2 separate regions of the Rattus norvegicus genome follow, and region 2 is linked to region 1. Evidence: chromatin contacts called from public Hi-C data. All regions are on one chromosome and are shown on one strand. The core of a region is the stretch at or near the end of the contact, and the rest is flanking DNA. Distances in the headings are between cores, read along the strand shown.

The links. A called contact is a pair of places that touch in the nucleus more often than the background predicts.
Region 2: a Hi-C map of liver shows a contact between it and region 1, with 10 times the contacts expected there. The contact joins two enhancer-like sites. A contact is called at or near these places in 10 of 12 Hi-C or Micro-C datasets (the A7r5 cell line, the Rat2 cell line, Schwann cells and 6 more).

What each region holds. Positions count from the first base shown.
Region 1 is chr7:85,359,157-85,364,127 of GRCr8, forward strand. No RefSeq gene overlaps it. Among named protein-coding and RNA genes, the nearest start is that of Hmgn2l3, 49 kb to the right of the region's middle. Within about 2 kb of position 2,400, at least 15 of the 93 cell types and tissues checked have an H3K27ac peak or open chromatin away from gene starts, as enhancers often do. A contact at or near this core is called in hepatocytes and liver, where this site is marked.
Region 2 is chr7:85,646,915-85,651,885 of GRCr8, forward strand. No RefSeq gene overlaps it. Among named protein-coding and RNA genes, the nearest start is that of Slc30a8, 170 kb to the left of the region's middle. Within about 2 kb of position 2,522, at least 6 of the 93 cell types and tissues checked have an H3K27ac peak or open chromatin away from gene starts, as enhancers often do. A contact at or near this core is called in hepatocytes and liver, where this site is marked.

The DNA.
Region 1 (4,971 bases), core at 1,150-3,649:
GCATGTATACTATATTCCCAGTTAGTATAGAATGTGAACTCTAGGTCTTAGTGAGACCACCTTGCATAGTTTGGATCTTGACTGTAGCAGTCACAAGTAGGGAGAGTTCAGGGCTACCAGAATTCAGAAGTGGGCATCGATAGGGTCTTCAGTGCCTAAGGGAGGCTTCTCAACAAAAGCTTAAGTGGATTTATGAGGCCCAGTGGCCACTGAATGAACAGAGAATTCAAGGAGGTCAGCTTAAGCCAGGCAATCATAGAGTCACAAAACTGAGGGGAGAGTGAGGAACATCAGAATAGAAGGCATTCTTGGCAGGGGAAGACCTCTAGTTGGGTGATAAAGATGATATGTCAAAGAATGACCAGTGTTTAGAATGCCTTCACTGATAAGCAGGGGGTATTTGAAGAGGATTCTGTAATATGTGGTTCCCATTTCCCCTTATAGAAAGCTATTCCAATGACACTGTGTGACAGATTCCCACAAGGCACTCAGAGGTTTCCATGGCTCTCTACTTTTCAGCTATATTTTGATACACATCAGAGAGAATTCATAGTGGTAAGGCAAGCTTACAAATTTTTTGTTTAGTACTTAATTTAATGAATATAGATCAGCCAGCTTTATACTCTAGGCAGTAATCTATGATAGAGACACGGCCCTCAGCGAGCTTCTGTTCTTCGGAGGCTAATGAATCACAAAGTGACAGTTGCAGCGTTAGAAAATCTGACACAGGAAGTCTGGGGAGAAGGTGAGCCACCAAGATGGACGCTGTTAGCAAAGGAAGTGGCTCAAATTGGGAACAAGTGAGTAGCACCATCACCACTCTGAAGAGATGGAGGCGAGTGCTTGAAGCAGAAGGTAATAATAGCTCACTCAAAGCGCTGGATGCTGCAGCCATGGCCTAGGGCTCATGTCTGCTTTCTGGACTGTTGCCATAAGCAACAGGGACTTAGTGTGGAAGGAAGGTCAGGACTACACGGGGCTGTGAAGCTACACACCGAAGCTGTTTGTGCGTAGTAGGGGTGCTATTATTTGAAAAGGAGTATTGGAGAATCCATCCAGTAAAGGGTCCTGGGAACCAAGAGGCAAACTTAGGACCTTTTTTTTTTTTTGATAAACTAACCAGTCTGAGAGGACATTAAGAGCAGATGATTCGTTCAATAAACCAGCAATTTGGTTTGAAAGAGAAGACCCCAACTTCCTCAGGGACGGCGGCTTCCTTGCAGTGTGCCGCAGCAAGGAGTGGAGCAAACATTGCTCTGGGAGCAAATGCGGGGTGCTTTTCAGAGAACAGGTTTCTCTTTGGGGTATAATTATTTGGCCCACTTAATAGAAATCGTAAGCAGGCCAGCCCGTGAAAAATAGGGCTCGCTCCTCGTTTTAGCAGAGCTTGAACAAAGGAAACTTAAAATCAATTAGAGGGGAAGAGGAAGCCTATTTCTGTCCTTCTGGAGACAAAAGATGAAGCACAATTGGTTAAAATTCAGAGGGCTAAAAATCTCTTGGGCGGTTGGGGGAAGTACTAGAGAACTGCCGCGGAGACACAGATCCAAACGCAGTCTTGAGCTGCCATCTAGTGTTGAGAAGGCTGCTAACACGCCAGGCCCAGCTGCTGTTTCTGCCCTCCAGCTCCAGGCTTTTGGGTTTCAGAAGATTCATTAAATTACTATTTATTATTATTGTTATGATGATTATTATAAAATAATTACTAAGTTAAACAGGGAGTTCAACACTCCGCGTCCCCCAGGAGTTAATTTTCCTAGCGACAGCATCCAAGTTCTCAGTATTCAGTTGCCTCTTGTTCGAAGGAGCAAGGTTTAATCCTTTGGCAATCTAACTAGGAGCCAGTTCAGCTCCGACTGGACCACAGTTTGACCTTTGCAACCGTGTTGAAGGTGGCAGCCTGGATCATTAACCTTGTGGAAGGTCCTGGTCTATCTGTAGGTGCAAGACTCCTCCTGAAGGGAGATTTCACGGTGAAATGCTGTCTAAAGCTTGTAAAGAATGGTTTTGTTTTCTCACCAAGCTCTTGTTTTATTGAATCGAGGTCTCTCATATTGGGAAGATAATTGGCAATCCAACAAATTACCTTTATTTAATTAAACAACTAATTTACTGCCAATCTGATATTGATTAGAGGCCCTGACTGCCAATTACTTTTCTCACCCCTGTCCTGTTACTAGAAATTACAAACCTTAACCAGGCTTAGCTAATATTGTTTGTAGCCCAAACCCAGCAGCTTTGATGTTCCACAGCTGCTGGGTCTCACTGTGGAGAAGCAGGCGATGCCCGTGAGGCTTTGGAGATGCTTACTGCGGACTGCCAACTCCCACGCCCACTCTGAAGCACGACTCTGGAGCCCCTGACCTAGATGACTGACTCTGAGTGACTGCAGTGTCCTCCTGTGCCACAGCCTCTGCTCTCAGCAGCAGGTCTTTTCAAACAGAGCTGTATCGTGAGTAAACAACCCCGAGAGGAGCCATCTGCTAGTTTCACATTTGGACACGAAAGCGAACCTGATCTTACAGACCTTTCCAGACACCTGGTGGCCCCACGATCCCCCCCAGCCCCCACCTCGTCCCTGTAACGCTTTACTCTTTTGTAAGGAGAGAATACGGGCATGTTTTCCCTCTCCCTTTTAAAAGCTGGCAGAGGAAAATAATCCTTAGAATGAAAGCTGGCTTTTGCTGTATAGTGACATCCTGTGACATGTGGTGGTATCTGAAAAGCCGTGGGACTGAGCAGGGGATGGGCTGGAACACATTCCTGCCAGCACAGGGCAAGATCAGGGGAAGTTGCTGTGAAAGTCCCGCTCTGAATCTTCTCTTAGGTGGAGCAGATCGACAGGGGAATAAACAAAAGAAAATTTCAGACCTTATTACTGCAGATGCTGGAGTTAGGTGGTGTTCTGGAGAATTAAGGGTTGGGGAGACCCCTCTGAGCCATTCGATGAGCATTCTTCTATTTCCCTAAACATCCCTGTCGTCTTTAGGCCACTCCTGTGTTCTTTTCATCTCCTTGGTCAGTGACCAGAAAAACACAAACACGATTTAGGGAGATTCAAGTTCAGTGCTCAATACAAAAAGGCATACAGCAAAAGCGTAGCACACGGTAGGTGGGCAAGAATTCTTTAACCGAATCAGTGCATTAAAGAGTGAGTGTCAGAATGTTTGATGAGACGAACAGTCGACTGTATCAATAAATCAGGAAAGAGAGTAACATTTATCTAGTGCTTAATCAGACCCCTTTGTTCTAGCCAAGTCATCTCCTTGGAAAAGACTATATTAAAGATCTCCCGAGAGAAGTGGAATGAGTCCAGAAGGCTCTGGAACCGACAGAAAGCTGTGTCCTCTCCTCAAGGTCTTTCTCTTTTTTTGCTTGTCTGCTTTGCTCTGCTCTTTCTGCACCGGTTTTTCTTAATCTCCACTTCATGTACCTGTCTGCTCATAAATTATGCCTGGCCGTGACTTTGCCGCTTGCCACAGCAGCAAAATGGACATTAGCTTCTTTTGACTTTCTTGTTCATTGTTAAATATCTCAGCCCCCACCCCTTTAAATGTATATTCTAGAAAGAAGACCTTGATGGGCCCAGCTTGTCAATGTATTTACGTTTGAGCCAGGCTATTAGGTCTTGGCTAACAACTGGCCTATGGGACACTTGCTTTTGTTTGGGCTCCACTGTTGGGCTCATTATTTTGGGTAAGTAGAAAGTAGGATCACAGGTCACTGGCATGACACTCGGCCATCAAGAATTGTGAGAGGACAGGTTGTCTTTGGAAGGGACATGCAAACTGTAACCATATCTAGAAACCCAAGGTAGTTAGCAGCAGACAGAGGGCCAAGAAAGCAGCGAATTTGTCACTTGGAGGGGTTCTGGGCAGGGACTGCTTGGTGGAGGTGACTGGACACTGAGCACCTCAGATGACTCAGGTGCATCGTCATGCTGGCCGTCATGCTGGCCGCAAACCTTACACTTCTCCCAGCTCTACTCCCTCTCATTTAGTTTTCACCCATTTTGAAGAATTTCGTCAGGAAGAATGAGTGGTGGCTCTTAGCACTAGCAGGACGTATATTACTGAGCTAGGACCTCAGAACCACTGTGGGAAAGCTCGTCACAAACCGAAGGCGCAGCCATGGTGCCTGCGGTGGGAGAAGCATCTGCGCTTGGTCAGGTGAAGGTGGCTTTTGCTGGAGAGGCTACTGTATGTAGGTCTCGGAGCTCAGTGTGGTGCTATGGCTTGAGAATGTTCCATGAGATGAGCTCAACTGGGAAAAGTTAGGGATATGGTATGCACCCATCAATAAGTGGATATTAGCCAGAAAGCTCAGAATATCCGAGATTCAACTCACAGACCATATGAAACTCAAGAAGAAGGAAGATGACACCAGTGTTGATGCCACAATCCTACTCAGAAGGGGGAAGAAAAGAATCTCCAGAAATAGAGGGAAGGAGGAAGGGGAGCGTGAAAGGAGGGCCAGTTCCGATACAGGAGAAGATGGGGGGAGAATACAAAGGGTCAGGAATTTGAAGGGAGGTGTGTAGCAGTGGGGGAGGGGGAACTGGGGGTAGCCACTAGAAAGTCCCAGATGCCAGGGACTCAAGAGGTTCCTAAGACCCAACATGGAGGACATTAGCATACCCAACAAAAGGGGAGAGAGAACCTGTAAAAAAGATAATTTCACACACACACACACACACACACACACACACACACACACACACACACACACACGTGTTGTTTAATAGGGATGAATATACTTGAACCTATTCTCAAAAGAAGATATTTCACAGCATGGGAAAAACCAAACGAAACCCCCAAAACTTTGGTCACCATAGGATTTGGGTAAAAGGACACATGCACTCTCCCATGACTTTGCATTATTTTGTCCTGATGATGGTCTGGAGGGAGTAGCAAAGTGCTATTTTCGGATTTTAATTTTTGTTTTGCTTGCTTGTTTTGGTAGATTAGGGAA
Region 2 (4,971 bases), core at 1,272-3,771, 290 kb after region 1:
TCAATAATATTGATTAAGCCATGGTGTAGTGGAAGATTAAGGACTACACGCTATGTGCCTCTACTCTCCTTTCCTAAGCAATTGCTCATTTGAAAAACAATCTTTCTTTCTTACTAACCCTGCTCAGCAGGGCACTCCGTGCAGCCAATTGCAATCAATTTGAGTTGATACGCGAGATGAAGTCTAGCACACTTCCCACCTTTCAGCAGCAGCTTTTTTCGGAGGACCTAGGAGACTCCCTGACTTTTTTCAGCAGGTGCTCATTTCGTGCGGACACAAACTGAAGGATTCTGTCTCTGTAATGATGACTGAGGCAATGTACGTATGATCCTGTGGCCCTGTTACCCTGTGTCTCTCAAGCACAGACACACACTTCTTTCTATGGAAGCACAATCACAAGGAAGAACAGTATTGGAGACTTAGTGCAAGGTTCATGTTTGTTAAAGCAATGCATTGCACTTATGTTTCCTTGGCTGAGATCTGTTGTGCTTCATGGGTCTTAAGAGTGATGAGAAGGAAGATACCTGTATCGGTTAGCCCCGCTTGCAGCCAGTAAAGCTCAATAAATATTGAGTCAGGACATGCACTGTTAGCTGAAGCCTGGACCTGCAGAATGTGTTCACAGTATATCAGTGCGTAGACAATGTATTCCGTTCTCATCCTTTAGAACCTAGATGTTTAGCCATCTTCTGTTATCCCGCCTTGGTTTTTTTTTTAATGTTGATTTGTGTGTTTTTAGAATGTCACAAAGACACAGGAAGATCAGATAAGTCTCCCTTGCTCCCCTCTTCTCTCTCTCTCTCTCTCTCCCTCTGAGTGTGCGCAGTGTGTGTCTGTCTGTCTGTCCATCCATCTGTCTGTCTATCTCTCGTTCCATCTTTTCTTTATTTGAATACTCATGGTACTATTAATCACAGAAAACTCCCAAATTGTATGTCAAAAGTACCTCCAAGGATTGTGCACACATTTCATTCAAAGCATTTTTATGATGCTTTCTATGGAGCCATCAATTTAGTGCTTGCTGATTTGTCCTGAGCAACTTCTACCCTAGTTTTACCGAGGTGTCTATTAAAATGCCTTGAAATATAGTGTATGCAGTCAAATCCAAAATGTGTAATAGAAACAAACACAACGGAGGAATTTATTAAGGAGAGAAAAGTTGATCCCTTAGTTCTGTGAAGATTCCTTCACCCTAACGCTGTATATCAACCAGACATTGTTTTATGCAAAGCCTATCATGCATGAAGCCACTCAAACGGGTGAGCTGATGAATGATGCAAACTTACAGTTTTGTGCTATTTGAGCATTATACATCGAGAGTCAACATTAACTGCCTGCCTACTGCTCTACTCACCGGCCACTCATTCTTTGGACCTGCCCCAGACAAAGGTTAGAAAGTCATTTGTGAGTCAGCAGGTTTCTCACTCCATGTATGCAAAAAAATCTCCAAATACCTCTCTGCGCCTCCTTATAGGTTACTGACTGTGTCCCCTTGTATGACCTAACCCTCGAGTTTTGTAATTGTACAAACTTTGTAATTTTGTAATACTACCCTCTTTTACTGCCATCAGAATGATCTGTCTATAAAAGCTGGCTAGGACCAGGGCTCTGCCTTTTACTTGAACTTTCACAGCTCTCCACTGACAAAGGAAATTCAGGCAGAAGTGTTTTTGTCACGGCACTGAGGAGACTGTCTCAATCTGGTCCTGGCTTGCTGATCCACTGCCCACATGCCTGGCTTCACATTAGCCAGACAACTTCTTCCTTCACAGCACCCTGTCCTACCTCAGTTGCAGATAATTCTAATCTCTAGGTTAGACACTAGGTTGGGACTATCCTATCCCGACTCTTTGCCTGTCCCATTCCTAGTTGTCCCTACTCTCTCTGTATTCTTTATCGCCTACGACTGAGAAGAGAACATGCCCTGTATCCACCCTTCCTGCATCAACTATCACTCTTCTATTGTGCCTTTTCAACTCTCTGGTACCTAAACAGATTTCTTGAAGGGCCTGGATATGTCTCACCCATGGTTGTGTTCCTGGCACCTAATTCACGGTGGGAACTACGTACACATTTAATGGAAGAGAAAATGAATGAGCAGAGACAAGCGTGGCAGACAACCAGGTGTGTTTATCAGAGGCAAGTTTATTGACCCACCACACTAATCCTAGGAGAAACTACAATTCCCAGCCAGGGGCATATTTAGGACTCCTTTCTGTCAGTTTCCGGGATTACTGGGCTGGGTAAGTTAAAAGATATTCAGACCACCTTGAACTAACGAGACTCTGCATCTTGCAGATCCACTTACAGGATCCAGCAGGACAGTTTCTGTAGCCACCCACCCTGACAGAGGTGGCCATGGGAGAACCGTATCCAGGATTGCAATTAGAGCTAGAGGAGAAGAGGAGGAGACAGGGGTCAGTGAACTAATCAATAATCAGCAACTCCTCCCCCACATCTGCCAGGAGTCAGGAGGGAGGCTGAAGCTGTTTGCTTGACAATGGCTCTCCTCTTAGGTGGTGCGCTTCTGCCATCTAGTGGCCGTTTCACACTTTGCAAGAATGCCGTCAACAGACAAGCTTTAATGCAGTGCTCACCCCTGGAAAAAACTCACCAGGAAGATCCACAGTGATTTTGGGGGTCTCTTTGTCAGTGACATCTAAGAGAGAGTATTGATGGGTGCTGACGAGAAAATGAATCTTTCATCATGGTATCAGTCAATTTCCCTCTCCCTCTCCCTCTCCCTCTCCCTCTCCCTCTCCCTCTCCCTCTCCCTCTCCCTCTCCCTCTCCCTCTCCCTCTCCCTCTCCCTCTCCCTCTCCCTCTCCCTCTCCCTCTCCCTCTCCCTCTCCCTCTCCCTCTCCTCTTTTCCCAAATGGTTCGAAATGTGTTGCAAACACTGCCTAGAGATTTTCTTTTTCCCCAGCAGCAAACTGGGTAATTGCAAAACAGAAAGGAAGAGCTGAGAATGGTGTAGCTGAGACATGCCAAGACAGTCAGAAATGACAGTGTGGAGACTTAACAAGGGAAACATTTCAGGGACCAAGGCTGACAGGAGATGAAACTGCCTCAGGCTCCCCAATCCCTCAGGGAAACTGGCAATCTTATTGCTTTCTTCTTCTTCTTTTCTTCTTCTTCTTCTTCTTTTTTTCATGGTGCCCCAAAGGTAATTCATTAAAATATTAATAGCTTCTGTTTGCTCTGGGGCAGTGAACTGGGACAGATCCAGCTGTACAGGAAACGAACTATATGGGGAAGATATAGATTTTGACCACGCACACTCTCTGCCCAAGAAAATCCATTCTGAAGTGATTTGGAGACAGCCAGGAAGGAGCTAGCCTAACCTTCAGCAGCAATATTTGCAGATAAATGGCTTCAGGCACAAAGTATATCACACATATATGCATTAAGCATTAATACGTGTTCAGTTGTCATGATATAAGATTAATATAGTATGTTTCATACATGCTTATTGTTAACGTGTACAAACATTAAACTTTCAGTAACCCTCACCGAAATAACCAAGCAATGAGGGCAAGAAGTTTTAAAAGATAGTGTAAAGGTTTTCAGGTTATATATTTACAATGCCTTCTTTTGAAACCATCCAATTCTGTACATAGTGTAGCTTCCCACAACTGTAATGCAACCCTCTGATGAAACTTGATAAGCACAAGTGTTTACAAACATCATTTAATCATCTCCTAAGACTCTGGTCTTTTTTTTTTCTACATTTGAGGCAGGTTTGCTGTGTTTAGATAAATGTGTAAATGTTAAGTTAGGCTGTGGTTACTGTTTAAATCTATTGCTAAATCACACACACACAGACACACAAGCACACACACAAACATACATAAATACACACCCTTTCCAAGGAAACTCTTATGTTTGAAATATTTGTCTCATTGGATCAACACAAACTTATGATATTAAAACTACCATAAGGCTAACAATTGCCTGATGAATAAGATTTATATTAAGCATGTTAAATAAAATCTCAGATCTGATATTTACACAGTGTGTGGTGGTTTGAATATCTTGGCCCGTGGGATGGGGCACTACTAGGATGTGTGGCCTTGTTGAAGTGGATGAGTCCTTGCTGGAGAAGGTGTGTCACTGAGTAGGCAGGCTTTTGAGGTTTTCTCCTGTGCCCAGACTCTGCCCAGTGTGGAAGAGAGCGTCCTCCTGGCTGCCTGTGAAAGACAATCTCTTTCTGCTTCCTTCCATCAAGATGTAGACCTCTTGGTTTCTCCAGCACCAAGTCAGCCTGCACTGTATGCTGCTATGTTTCCCTTCATGATGATAATGGACTAAATAAACCTCTGAAACAATAGCCAGCCCCAATTAAACGTTTGCCTTTATAAGTTGTCTCAGTCATGGGGTCTTTTCACTGCAATAGAATCCAAACTAAGATATTGCATTCATAAAATAATACTCTGGGCCTCTAATGTGCATGCATCTATCTATCTATCTATCTATCTATCTATCTATCTATCTATCTATCTATTGTGATAGAGATGATACAGATAGAGATAAAGAGAGATGGAAAGAAGGGATCAGTGAGATGGCTTATCAGGAAAGTCATTGCAGGGCAAGCCTGGTAACCTGACTTTGATCCCAGGGCAAACCAGGTAACATGCATATCCACATTTGCCTAGAATGTACACATGTGCACTTAGTAATAATAATAGTAGGAGTAGTAATTTAAAATGAATTAAAACAAGAACATATGTTTGCTGTTAGAAAAAAATTACCTATGTTATCTTTCAATTCCAAATAATATTGATAGTATTCATGTTTTAAAATCCAGGTCTCAGAAAAAAACCCTCTTGAAAAAAAATTTCATGTTTTAAGATATATTAGCTGTTTGGTTTAGGAGAAAAAAATCATAAACAATTTTATTCCCAAAGAGGTCTACTGCTCAGCCTTAAGTAGAATGGTAGAAGGAAGTTCCCATAAGACTATACAGCTCGG